Linked DNA regions of Mus musculus: region 2 is linked to region 1. The links are chromatin contacts, called in public Micro-C maps. All regions are on one chromosome and are shown on one strand. Each heading gives the region's core, a stretch centred on a gene start, on an enhancer-like site or on the middle of the called end of the contact. The rest is flanking DNA. Distances are from core to core; before and after follow the strand shown.

Evidence for each region. Hi-C and Micro-C count contacts between places; a contact is called where the count stands out from the background.
Region 2: a contact with region 1 is called in a Micro-C map of embryonic stem cells, with 2.4 times the contacts expected there. The contact joins the promoter of Nphs2 here to the promoter of Lhx4 in region 1. A contact is called at or near these places in 3 of 39 promoter capture datasets (embryonic stem cells, liver and stem cell-derived epiblast-like cells), 2 of 484 Hi-C or Micro-C datasets (both in embryonic stem cells) and 2 of 115 datasets of contacts at active chromatin or transcription factors (both in embryonic stem cells).

The regions. Positions count from the first base shown.
Region 1 is chr1:155,740,670-155,746,199 of GRCm38.p6, reverse strand. It overlaps Lhx4 (LIM homeobox protein 4), which reads left to right and starts at 4,173. Exons shown (of 6, transcript NM_010712.2): 1 at 4,173-4,398. The coding sequence starts at 4,323.
Region 2 is chr1:156,309,189-156,314,563 of GRCm38.p6, reverse strand. It overlaps Nphs2 (nephrosis 2, podocin), which reads right to left and starts at 3,845. Exons shown (of 8, transcript NM_130456.4): 1 at 3,497-3,845; 2 at 1,486-1,589. The coding sequence starts at 3,776.

The DNA.
Region 1 (5,530 bases), core at 2,924-5,423:
TTCTGGGCAGGACACTACAGAGGCTGCTCAGCCTCTCTTAACCTGTCTGTTCATCCTCCAAATACCTTTTTTTTTTTTTTTTTTTTTGCTTGTGGTGAGTGGTGAGCGTGCAGGTGGAAGTACTTACCATGGGGCTTGGTACAGTTGTAACTCTCAATAAACACGGTTGCTCCTGTGGTTGTTGTCTGCACCAGACACTAAAAGTTTGGTATAAGGACCACTTTTAGCCCATGATTCCCTACTGGCAAATAGAAAAGCAGAGGCCTCCAAAGGGAAGTGAAATGTAATAACCCTGGGAATAAGACGCAGCTCACCCAGGGACAGATGCCCAGGGCAAGGCTCACCCAGGGACAGATGCCCAGGGCAAAAATATTTATTGGTTGGAGCACATTATGGGTTGGTTTGAGGGTACCATGGAATTGAGAGGCTGTGGCTCACAGGTTCAAGAACTGTTAAGGGACAGATGTGACACTGGCATTCCCTACATCAATCAACACCAGGACAACTTCATCCAATCCTAGTCACACTATTCCCTATTTGGTGATGGGCCAGCACCCTGCAAAGGACAAGCAGGCAACACCCAGCCAGGTTATACCAGGGGGGACAAGAGTTGCAGAGGATGATACAAAAACACTATTTTATTTATTTATTTATTTATTTACTTACTTACTTACTTACTTACTTACTGGTTTTTCAAGACATGGCTCCTCTCTGTAGCCTTGGCTATCCTGGAACTCACTCTAGACCAGGCTGGCCTTGAACCGCCCCCTTCCCCCCTCCCAGGTGCTTGGATTAAAGGCATGTGCCCCTACAGCCCAGCTTAAAGTATAATTTTAGATTATAAAGTAACTACTCAGAAGGTCCAAAGCAAGAGCATTTCCACAGGTTTGAGGCTAGCTTGAGATATATAGTGCGGACCAGGCCAGCTTGACCTGCAGAGTGAGACACAGCGTCTCAGACCAGGGTGGGGCAGAGTGAGGGTGGGTTGAAGAAAGGTGTTCTATACCTACAATCTCAGCACGTGGAAGGTGGAGAGGCAGGAGGATCAGGAATTCAAGGCCATTTTTGGCTACATAGCAAGAGCAAGGTAACCCAGGCTACAGGCCATCCCCAGTGTGTGAGTAATTACTATATTTACTGAACATTTCATACATGGGCTATTGTTTATCACCATTACTGAAAAAATATAGCTGTATAATAGAAAGTCTTGGATGTGAAAATTTTCTTCATAGTACATTTCTCTAATATGCTTTGAAAATAGATTTTTGAATAGTATTTTGATATATTTCCTTATGTTTTCCCCCTCTGTTCTTAAAAGCAATTTTATGAGCTTTTCCTGCTTTGTAAAATAACGTGAGATTATAATAATGGCAAAATAATTTGCCTTTAAGAAGGCAAAAAGAATAAAATAAACTACTATATAGATAACCACTTTTACATTTTAGCGTATTTTTCTAGTTATGATTTTTTTAAATTCTCAAATTCATACTGTTTTATCATTTCTTCCCCAACTTTCTACTATATACCTAACATTTTCTAAAAAAAAAAAATGGACTTTTTGCTCCATTCTGTTGAATAGCTAGCTCTCTCCCTGGTTTGTCTCTCTCTTCATCTTACTTTATCCTTCCTCTCCTTTCTTTCTTTCTTTTTTTTTTCTTCCCCTTGAAATCACTCCTCCTGGGTCTTCTACTTTCTACAAATGAGCACACTCTCAGCCTCTATGTTATTTTCTTTTTAAAAGTACTTGTAACTTTGTAACATTCTTACTCATGATCTTTGAATACATTGCTATATAAATGACATTTTAAGCTATAAACTATCCTACCCTAAGTTAGGGATATAACTCCATGGTAGAGCCCATGCCTACCTGCCAAGCAGATGCAATGCTTTGAATTCTTTCCCCAGTAGTATAAAACAGACAAACTATTGTCAAAATGCCCTTAGAAGACATTTATATTCTCACTATGAATTGTCCTGTTTTCTTCACACCCAAATGAACAATGGGTATTATCCCTGCTTTTCTAATTAGCTAATAATTTTTATTGGTTGTCACAGCATTACTATGTTGCTAGACCTTATAATCCGAGTCAGTGATTATTTAAGATAATACCTAGCAAATCTAATATGCTTCTTCAAACCACTTTCTTTTGTTGGGTATTTAGGTAAAACTTCCCTCCAGATTATAGTGCTGTAATAAAGATCTTCATGCATGAATCTTTAAAAAATATTCTAGGTTACTTTTGTGTGTATTGAACACTCAAAATGGAATTACATGAACTAAAATATAGGAAAATTTTATGGTTTGGATAAATTTCCTCAAATATCTTCCCAAATGGATATTAAGAGTTTATAAAGACAACAGCAATGCCTGAGAGAGAACCATTTATAAACATCCTTACCAACTGAAATCCTATTTCCTCCCAGGTTGTAGGAACAAACCAATAAACAAACGGTTGGGGCTACACTGGTTTGTTTGGTTGGTTTTTTTCTTGTGTGTTTGGTTGCTAATGAAATTAGCATTTCCACCGTATTTTCTCAATTTGTGTAGACAGCTCAGTAAACAGCAAGACAGGACCCTCGTTAGTGCTAGGACCCATAGAAATTGCTGTGACCTCATTGGACACAGATCCTAAGTAGCACACACAGCCACCCCTCTTACTGTCCATCCTCCTCCATCACCAACCCTAAAACACCAGGAGTAAAAACAAAAACAAAACTTCTCAGCGCAGGGTCCCATTTGGTTGTAAAGACCCATCTGACTTGAAGTCGGCAATTAAATTAGGAATGGTAGTGTCCGAGGTGGCTGTGGCTGGGCCCAGGGCTGACCCGGTAGGTTTCTAGAGCCGGTGGTCAGGAGGCGTCGAGTGTTTGAAAAAGTGCTAGCGACTTCGTCCCAGCATTGATCTTTGCTTTATTGCCTCCAGGAATGAGAATGGGAAGAATGAGTTTTCTACGCGCGCGTTTGTGTCTGTGTGTGAGTCTCTGTGTGTGTGTTAAACACAACAGCAATGCACGCCCTTTGCTGGTCAGCCCCGGGGGCCCGGTGCACGCCTCCGCCCAGTACACACGCGGCCAGGGATCGTTCAAAGTGCCCGCAGTGGCAGCCGGTTCGGCCGAGCAGTCTCCAGGAGCCAGAGAGGGCGGATCTGGGTGGACGCCGGCTGGAGACCCAGTTGGGAGGGCGGGCGGCTGGGAGGCGTGGGACTAGGACTGGACCTCGGGTGGTGAGAGTGCCGACTGTGGCGGAAGGCCGAGGCGAGTGTGGGCGCGCACGAAGACCCGCGCCCGGCCACCTTCGTGCGCGGCCCAGGCCGCCTGCCTCCATCCGGCTCCGTGGCGGCCCACTGCGTGACTCGCGCGTTCCCGGCCGAGTACGAGCTGTCCCTGGCCCTGCCTCAGCCAGACGCGGGGGAGAGAGAGTAGGGTCTGGTTAGTACCGGCCGGAAAGGAACTGGCCAGGAAAAAAAAAAAAAAAACAAGTGGAGGATGGATGGAATCATCCAGTTACAGAACACGCTCCGTGGGCTGGAGAAGCTCTGAACTCGGAGCGCCAACCCAGGGTCCGCTGGGTCCTGGCCCACCGCGCCCCCTCCTTGATCCTAGAGGACCGATGCTGGGGGCGAGCGGGGAATCCCCAAAGCTGGCAGAAACCAGCTCTGCGTGGTCCCTGCGCTCCGGGACCACCTGCTGCCGCGGCCCAGCCCGCCGCAGTATTTATACCGGGGCGCGAGCCCGCACGGCAGGGTGGGGGAGGGGCTGCAGGCCCCGCCCCCTATCAGGCGGCCCCGCCCTCCCGCACCTCCGACCAGATTCGGGGCTACCGAACCCCCCCTACTTCTCGCCCCCTACTCTGGCTAGCCGGGGGTCTGCAGCGGGCTGCCCGGTTGGCAGCACTAGCTGGAGGGCGGGCTTCCCTGCGGAAAGCGACGTCACGGCCGCTCCTGCAGTGTGAATGAATCAAAATGCCTGGGTGACCGCGGCCTCCAGGGCAGCCGGCACGCGAAGGGTGGAGGGGGAGGGGGAGAGGAGGGCGGGGAAGGGAAGGGGGGGAGCCAGAGCTGCAGCAACAGTGTCTCCTCAACCCGGGATGTGCACCAGCCCGGGAGAGCGAGATCAAAGGGATTTGAAACAGCCTGAGGACTGGCGGGGGAGGGGGCCAGCCAGCTTGTGGAGTCCTCCCGGAGACGCGGAGGGCTCGGTTTCCTCTGTGACTTCAGCGGCCTGGTTGGTTTTATTATTATTATTTTCAAATTTCCGAATCCAGCCAGAGGGAGAGAGCGAGAGATCTCGGTAGACTGCGACTTGCTGCCTCTGGCTCCAAGATGATGCAGAGCGCGGCTGTCCCCGCGGAGGGGGCTGTCAAGGGGCTCCCGGAGATGCTCGGTGTGCCGATGCAACGTAAGACACCCTCCTTTCTCGCTAATTTAATTTGATAACAAGACAGCTAACAGCCTCAGCGGGTGCGGGGAGGCCGGACGCGCCGTTCAAGGCACTGACCGGGAGGGGTCGGGGTGCAGAGGCGGTCACAGAGCTGGGGTACTACCAGTCAGTGTTTGAAGGGCTTGACTCTTGGCAATTTGGGATCGAATTCGAAAGATTCCGGGATACTGTTCGTGGAGGGCCCAAGGGTATAGAAAGTAGCATCTTTGGGCCGTCGCTTTTATGAGAACCCTAGGGAGGATGCTGTTTGGGGACAACAGAGGTTTCCAGCTACAGGCCAGGCCCGAGGGCAAAAGTGGTCCCCCAATTGATTACCTTTCGCGGCAATGGCCAAAGCTCGCAGAACCGCTGGTACAACTTTACCCCAGCTGGCGGGAAGTTGGAGAGCGCGTCCCGGGTCGCAGGGCTGTACAGAAGCCCCCTGTCACACTCTTGGTTTCGGCAGTTCGAGCACTTGATTGAGTCCCCAGTCACTGCTGCCCGGGGCACCCGCCGCCTGTGTTGCCGCCAGCAGACTGCTCCGGGTGAGCGAATGCACTCGCCACATTCCAGCTAGCCGAGGAATGCAGCGGCGAGAAGCTCTGGAACGAAGTTGTGCGTGCAGCCTTTGCTTAGGCGAGGGTAGGCAATCTTAGTGGCGCGGGGCTGGAAGAGGGAGAGAGACTCAGACGTGTGGGCACTTTGCTAGCTCTCTCAATTTCTTCCAGAGCCTGCAATTAGTTACGGCAGGTCTCTCACCCCAGGTTTCTGGTTTGTACGGATGTGCACACACGGCAGAGATTTTCCGGGTGGGAATCTGTCTGTGTTTCCGACTCCTGAACAGATAGAAGCAATCTGTGCAGAGACCCGAACAGGTTCTCAGGCTTAGCGCGCGCTTGCGGGCTCCTGGTTAAGTCTGGGTTTACAAACGGCTGCACTGGGCTAGGTGCCCCTGGGTACCCTAGAGAGATGAAGGGTTCCCTCGATGGGCTTGCCAAGAGACTACACTTCCGCTTACGACTGCTTTAGTGATGCGGTAGGAGTTTATTGTAAGTAAGAGCAGGCTCACCCAGGGATGGAGACTACCTACGATCCCCGGCGCAGCAGCGCG
Region 2 (5,375 bases), core at 2,596-5,095, 570 kb before region 1:
ATAGAATGAAGACCAGATATCATGTGAAAAATTCAATCGACCAAAAAAAAAAAAAAAAAAAAAAAAAGTCATATGACACAAGTCAACGCAGTCTAGTGGGGAAAGTAGGGGGAGGGGGTTGTCAAAGCCACTGGCTGCTGTAAGGACTATGAGCAACAGCAGCCCCAACTGCATCTGTGTCTGGCTGTAACCTCACTCTTCCCTGGCAGTTTTAGCCGATGTAGAAAGATGAAGGGTGGGCGTGCCAGGGCCCAACCATCTCTGCCCAGTATGGCAGTCCTATGAGGCAAACTTTGTTTTAGGGTTCCCTTTTAATTAGGGCATGGCTAATTTTTTAAATTGACTCTATGAAGGTTACTTTATTTATATTTTGTGTCTTTTTTTATTAGATATTTTCTTTATTTACATTTCAAATGTTATCCCCTTTCCTAGTTTCCCCTCCAAAAATCTCCTATCTTCTCCTCCTGCTCCCCAACCCACCCACTTCCACTTCCTGGCCCTGGCATTCCACTACACTGGGGCATAGAACCTTCACAGGATCAAGGGCCTCTCCTCCCATTGATGACCAACTAGGCCAACCTCTGCTACATATGTAGCTAGAGCCATGAGTCCCACCATGTGTTTTCTTTGATTGGTGGTTTAATCCCTGGGAGCTCTGGGGATACTGGTTAGTTCATATTGTTGTTCCTCCTATGGGGCTGCAAACCCCTTCAGCTCCTTGGGTCCTTTCTCTAGCTCCTTCATTGGGGACCCTGTGCTCAGTCCAATGGATGGCTGTGAGCATCCACTTCAGGCATGGCTATTTAAGAGCTGCACCACACACAGTCTGGGGCTCTTTCCAATGCTTCCACTTCTTCTATCTCAAGTATCATTAAAGAAATCCCCTGACGATTCTTGCTCTCTAGTCTCTAAATCCCTTGGGCTTCTAGTTTCAGCATGTGCTCCCTGAGCAGATCCAGGTCTTCATTCATACTCGGATTAGTATAGAAAACACTCGTGGACCAAAGGTATTTGTCTTCCTGGTCTGTAGAAGCTGCCTGAGACGGTTACCTGTGGTGTGAAAATAGATGATCTGATCCAAGATGCTCTTGTGTCGTCGAGCATGGATACACTAAGAAGCTTCTGAAGGCTCTCTCAGTCTAACAGGGATGGTGTGTGTGTGTGTGTGTGTGTGTGTTCCCTTACACACAGAGAGACAAAGACAAACAAACACATACACACACACACACACACACGATTTGCATATTGTCCTAGCCATGACAGAAGACATACACCAACATTCTGCCTATGGGAAGTGTAAAAGTGAAAGCAGAGAATGGCAGGTTGGCAGAATGAAAAAGGCTTCATGGTTACATTGAGCCCGGTCTTGAAGGAAGAAGCGCTCTCTTGGAAGTCAGGTAAGTGTCAAACACAGACTGAGAATGGCCTAGTTTGGTCTGTAAGAGACAACAGAAAACCATCTCATGGGTTCATGTAGAAACTCACCTTTATGCAGAACCAGATGGAAAAAGGGAACGTCATGATGATGAAGATCAGGGAGGCGAGGACAAGAAGCCACTCGCAGGCCCCTAATCCAGAGGGCTTGATGCCTAGGGAAACAATGGCATTGAGACATCACATGAACTGGGCAGCGTTTGTCAGTTTAGTGCTTAGTATTAGAGTCAGAGCTGTCTAGAGACATGTCTGGAAAAACTGGAATGAGCCAGCATCCAAATGATCAGAGTTCCCAGGTCTGGAGTGTTGTCTGTGTGAAGGACTGTGTGGGCCAATGGGAGGTGTAATAAACTAGACAGGTAAGGGAATTTGGGGGGACTGGAAGGCCAGGGAAACCAGTTGGTTCCAGTTCTAGTTCCACTTACTTTAAAAGTCCATGGATGACTTTTAGGCATGGCTCAGGACCTTTTGAAAACCCAATTTCCTCATCTATCTAATGGGATGCTGGCTGATTGCAGTCTCATGATAGCTCATGAGCTGTATCTGATACATCAGTTCAAGGGTGAAATGGCATATTCCTATAAAGATGCCAGCTCGGGCTTGACATGTCTGAGTTTTTACTGTGGGAAGTGTCTACAAGTTCCTGGTACTGCCTGCCATGTCTTCCTTTAGAGTCTCTTTATTTAATGGATTAAGGTGTTCTGCAGTCTTTGGAAGTCACCTATTTTGCATAATATTAGGCTGTATCTGTAAAAAGATGACATGGAACTGGGGCACTTCACATCCATGCTGCTTGGGTTGAATGCCAGACTCTTCTGAGAACATCTAGGATCTCAGGGCTGGGTTGGGACAGTTAAGGTGACCCACTGTTTGGCCTGGGAACCTGCTTTTCTATCTTTCTAGCATTAACAAGACCTTCGTGTAAGCTGCCTCCCCACCCCCTACTGTTAATCCCGTTCCTCTAGTAAGTTCTGCCAGTGCAAGCAAGCTATTTAATTTCTCAGCGCATCATCTCTCATCTGTGATATGTAACTAAATAACTCAAAAACAAACACTCAGTGTGTGCCTGCCACATAGAAAGGGCTACACAAGTGGGGCTCCCTCACTTGCCTACTTCCCTGCTGTGATCTGATACATCTCAACTTGCATTTCTATAGCATTGAACCCAATGGCCTCTCCTAAGGACCAGAGGGGTATCCGGCAAAAAGTAAGAGCTGCAGGATGCATTTAAACTGCAGATGTCCACAAATAATAGCTGTCTATGATCCAGCGTATATTGCATTGCTGGTAATTAGGAAATGTTAACTCTCCATGTAGCCACCAGACAGCAGCAGAATATGTTGTCCCTTACTTTCCTCAAACAGCTGCTAGCCTTTAATTTGGGCATAGTGACTTTCTTCTTACATTTGTTATGAAAAGGACTGGAGGTAGATACCCTTTTCCCCATAAGCATTATGGCACCCACAGAGGTAAAGGGGACACCTTCCTTCATATCCTCTACTGTGATACAAGAGTGTTCTTTTTTAGCTTGCAAGGATTTAGCTGAGACTGTGCAAAAGTGCGTTGGAAGGCTTATTTTATTCCCACATCTACCCTATGAAGTGGCTACGCTCAAATTTAAACTCAGGTCTGGCTCCTTGACTTGGCTCTGCTGCCTTTGAGGTTTTGTTGGGCTGGTCGGTGAAAGTCATTCCAAAGAAAGGTTAAAATAGTCTTAGGCTTAAGACTGATTGGCAAGGACGAGGGAAGAGGAGGCACAAGGTTGTTGCTTAGAGCCATCATATAAAGTGCTGTGTCCACAGGTCCATGACCATAATTGCATGTTGAACCCGGTCCTAAACAACTCTCTCTTCCAACTTCATTGGTGGCTTGGGACAAAGTATTAGCTGATGTTGCTATTTGTATTTCAGCTGATGCACTTTGATCTCCATCACTAAGTAACTGCGTAGCTCGTGCCTTCTCCTCCCCACCATGGTCCCACCACAAGCCTGGCAACTCACTGCACTTGTCTGACATCTCGCGCCTACCCTCCACACCTTCTCGTGGGATCTACCTTCCATACCTTCCTCTGGTCGCTCGCTCTCCAGCAGCGCCACCACTTCCGTGCCCTCCTCACCAGGGCCCCGAACCTCGTCCACGTCCACTACGGTGGCGGTGGCAGCGGGAGCTCGGGGCTCCCCTCGGGTCGCTGTCCGCCCGGTGCTCTGCCGCTCTGCTCCAGCATCCGGACGTGCGCGGCCTCTGCTGCCCCTCCCGGCCTTTGCCTTCTTGTCATCCCTAGAGGAGGACCTGCTACTTCTCCCGTGGGCCTCTCGGGAAGAGCTCCGCGCCCTGCTGTCCATTCTCAATGCAGCGGTGCAACCCCGGAGCCAGCTGCTGGCAGAGTCGCAGCCCCAGCTTTCTGAGCCGATGGGGAGCGACCCCAAGGCCCTAAGGACCTTGCTGTCTGGAGGGAGGTGCGGAGGGCGGGGCCTGAGGTGGCCATACCCACACCTAACCAAATTGCTGTTCCTTCTTGGGTCTGGATGGTGCCAACATACCTCTAAAATAGACAGGATGCAATGCTCTCAGAGGACCTGAATGGGAGATTCTTGGTGCCAGTGCACCCGCACCCGGTTGCTTTGAGAAAGACCACAGCAGGCTCTGCTTAGGTGGCTAACAGTGCTTGAGACAGAACACACTGCACTAGGGGGTCTGCTTTCTGTGTTTAGAAAGGTTCACTTTCTTTCCCAGGTCCTGTTTCCATGCTTTCTTAAAAGCTGGAGTTCAGGGTTTTCAAAATTCATCTGCCACACTGCTTCCAAGTTGCAAACCCAGGGGCTGCCTCCCCCTTCTCTGGGGGAACTTGACGTGTCCTTGGGGTTCTCTTGTATTCCACTGTTTCTGTTTGAAACAGAAGTGTGTCTAGATAACTTTTAAAGCAAAGTTCACAATTTTACTCCAACAGTTGGAGTCCAAGGGGATAGGTTCATTTACTCTTTAGTTTCGATATTGATTTCACACATGCCATCTTTCCTCTCAAAAGCTGTATTTAGAAAACTTTAGTGATGAGAGCCTGAACTAAATCGATCTTGAGAACTAGTTTTCTCTCATGTGTTCTAGATAGCCAAGGGAATACAATAACAATTTAGTAGTCAAGTAACTTGAAAATACAATTCTGACCCTGTTTTAATCTTCTAAAAAAATCTTTTATATATGGGTGTTTTGACTGCATATATGTTTGTGTACCTTGTGCATACCTGGTGCCTATAGAGGCCATGGGACATCAGATCCCCTGGAACCAAAGTTACAGACCGCTATGTGGATGCTGGGAATCAAACTTGGGTCCCCTGGAACAGCAACTGTGCTCTTAACTGCTGAGACATCTATCCGGCTCTTGACACTGAGGGGGCAAACATTTAAGAAGTCTGGTTCAGTTACTACTTCCCATCTAGGACAGCACACTGAGAAAAGTTCTGGGGCTGCCTTTTGGCTCACAGAGAGACAAGAACTATGATTTTTCTTCTCCATATCTAAAGCAACATAAGCACCTGCTTACAAGTTGGTTGGGGTTACGGATAATGAAAGGCATCTGAAAGAAAAGCATGAAGGTCCACGATAAAATGTCCAGCTCAGCGTTCCGGGAGGCGGAGGAGCTGTACAGTCAGCAGGGAGCTGGCAGCGTCCTCTGTGACTGCAGTGGTGATGTTTTCCTTCAGATGCCTTTTTAATTGAAAAAGCTGCTCAGACCTTTGCTGAGACGATCCTATACACGCATAAGCTTTTAATATCTCCTTGTTTGGATTTGTTGAGACTGACGTCTGTAAGAATAGGGCAATTCGGAGGAGGAACTCACTGTCGACTTGTGTGCAAGATGAAAGCGCCAGGGAGATTTGAAGGTGCTGTATTCCTTCCCGTTTAGTGCCTGCAAATAGGATATCCGTATAAAAGGAGGAGTCGAC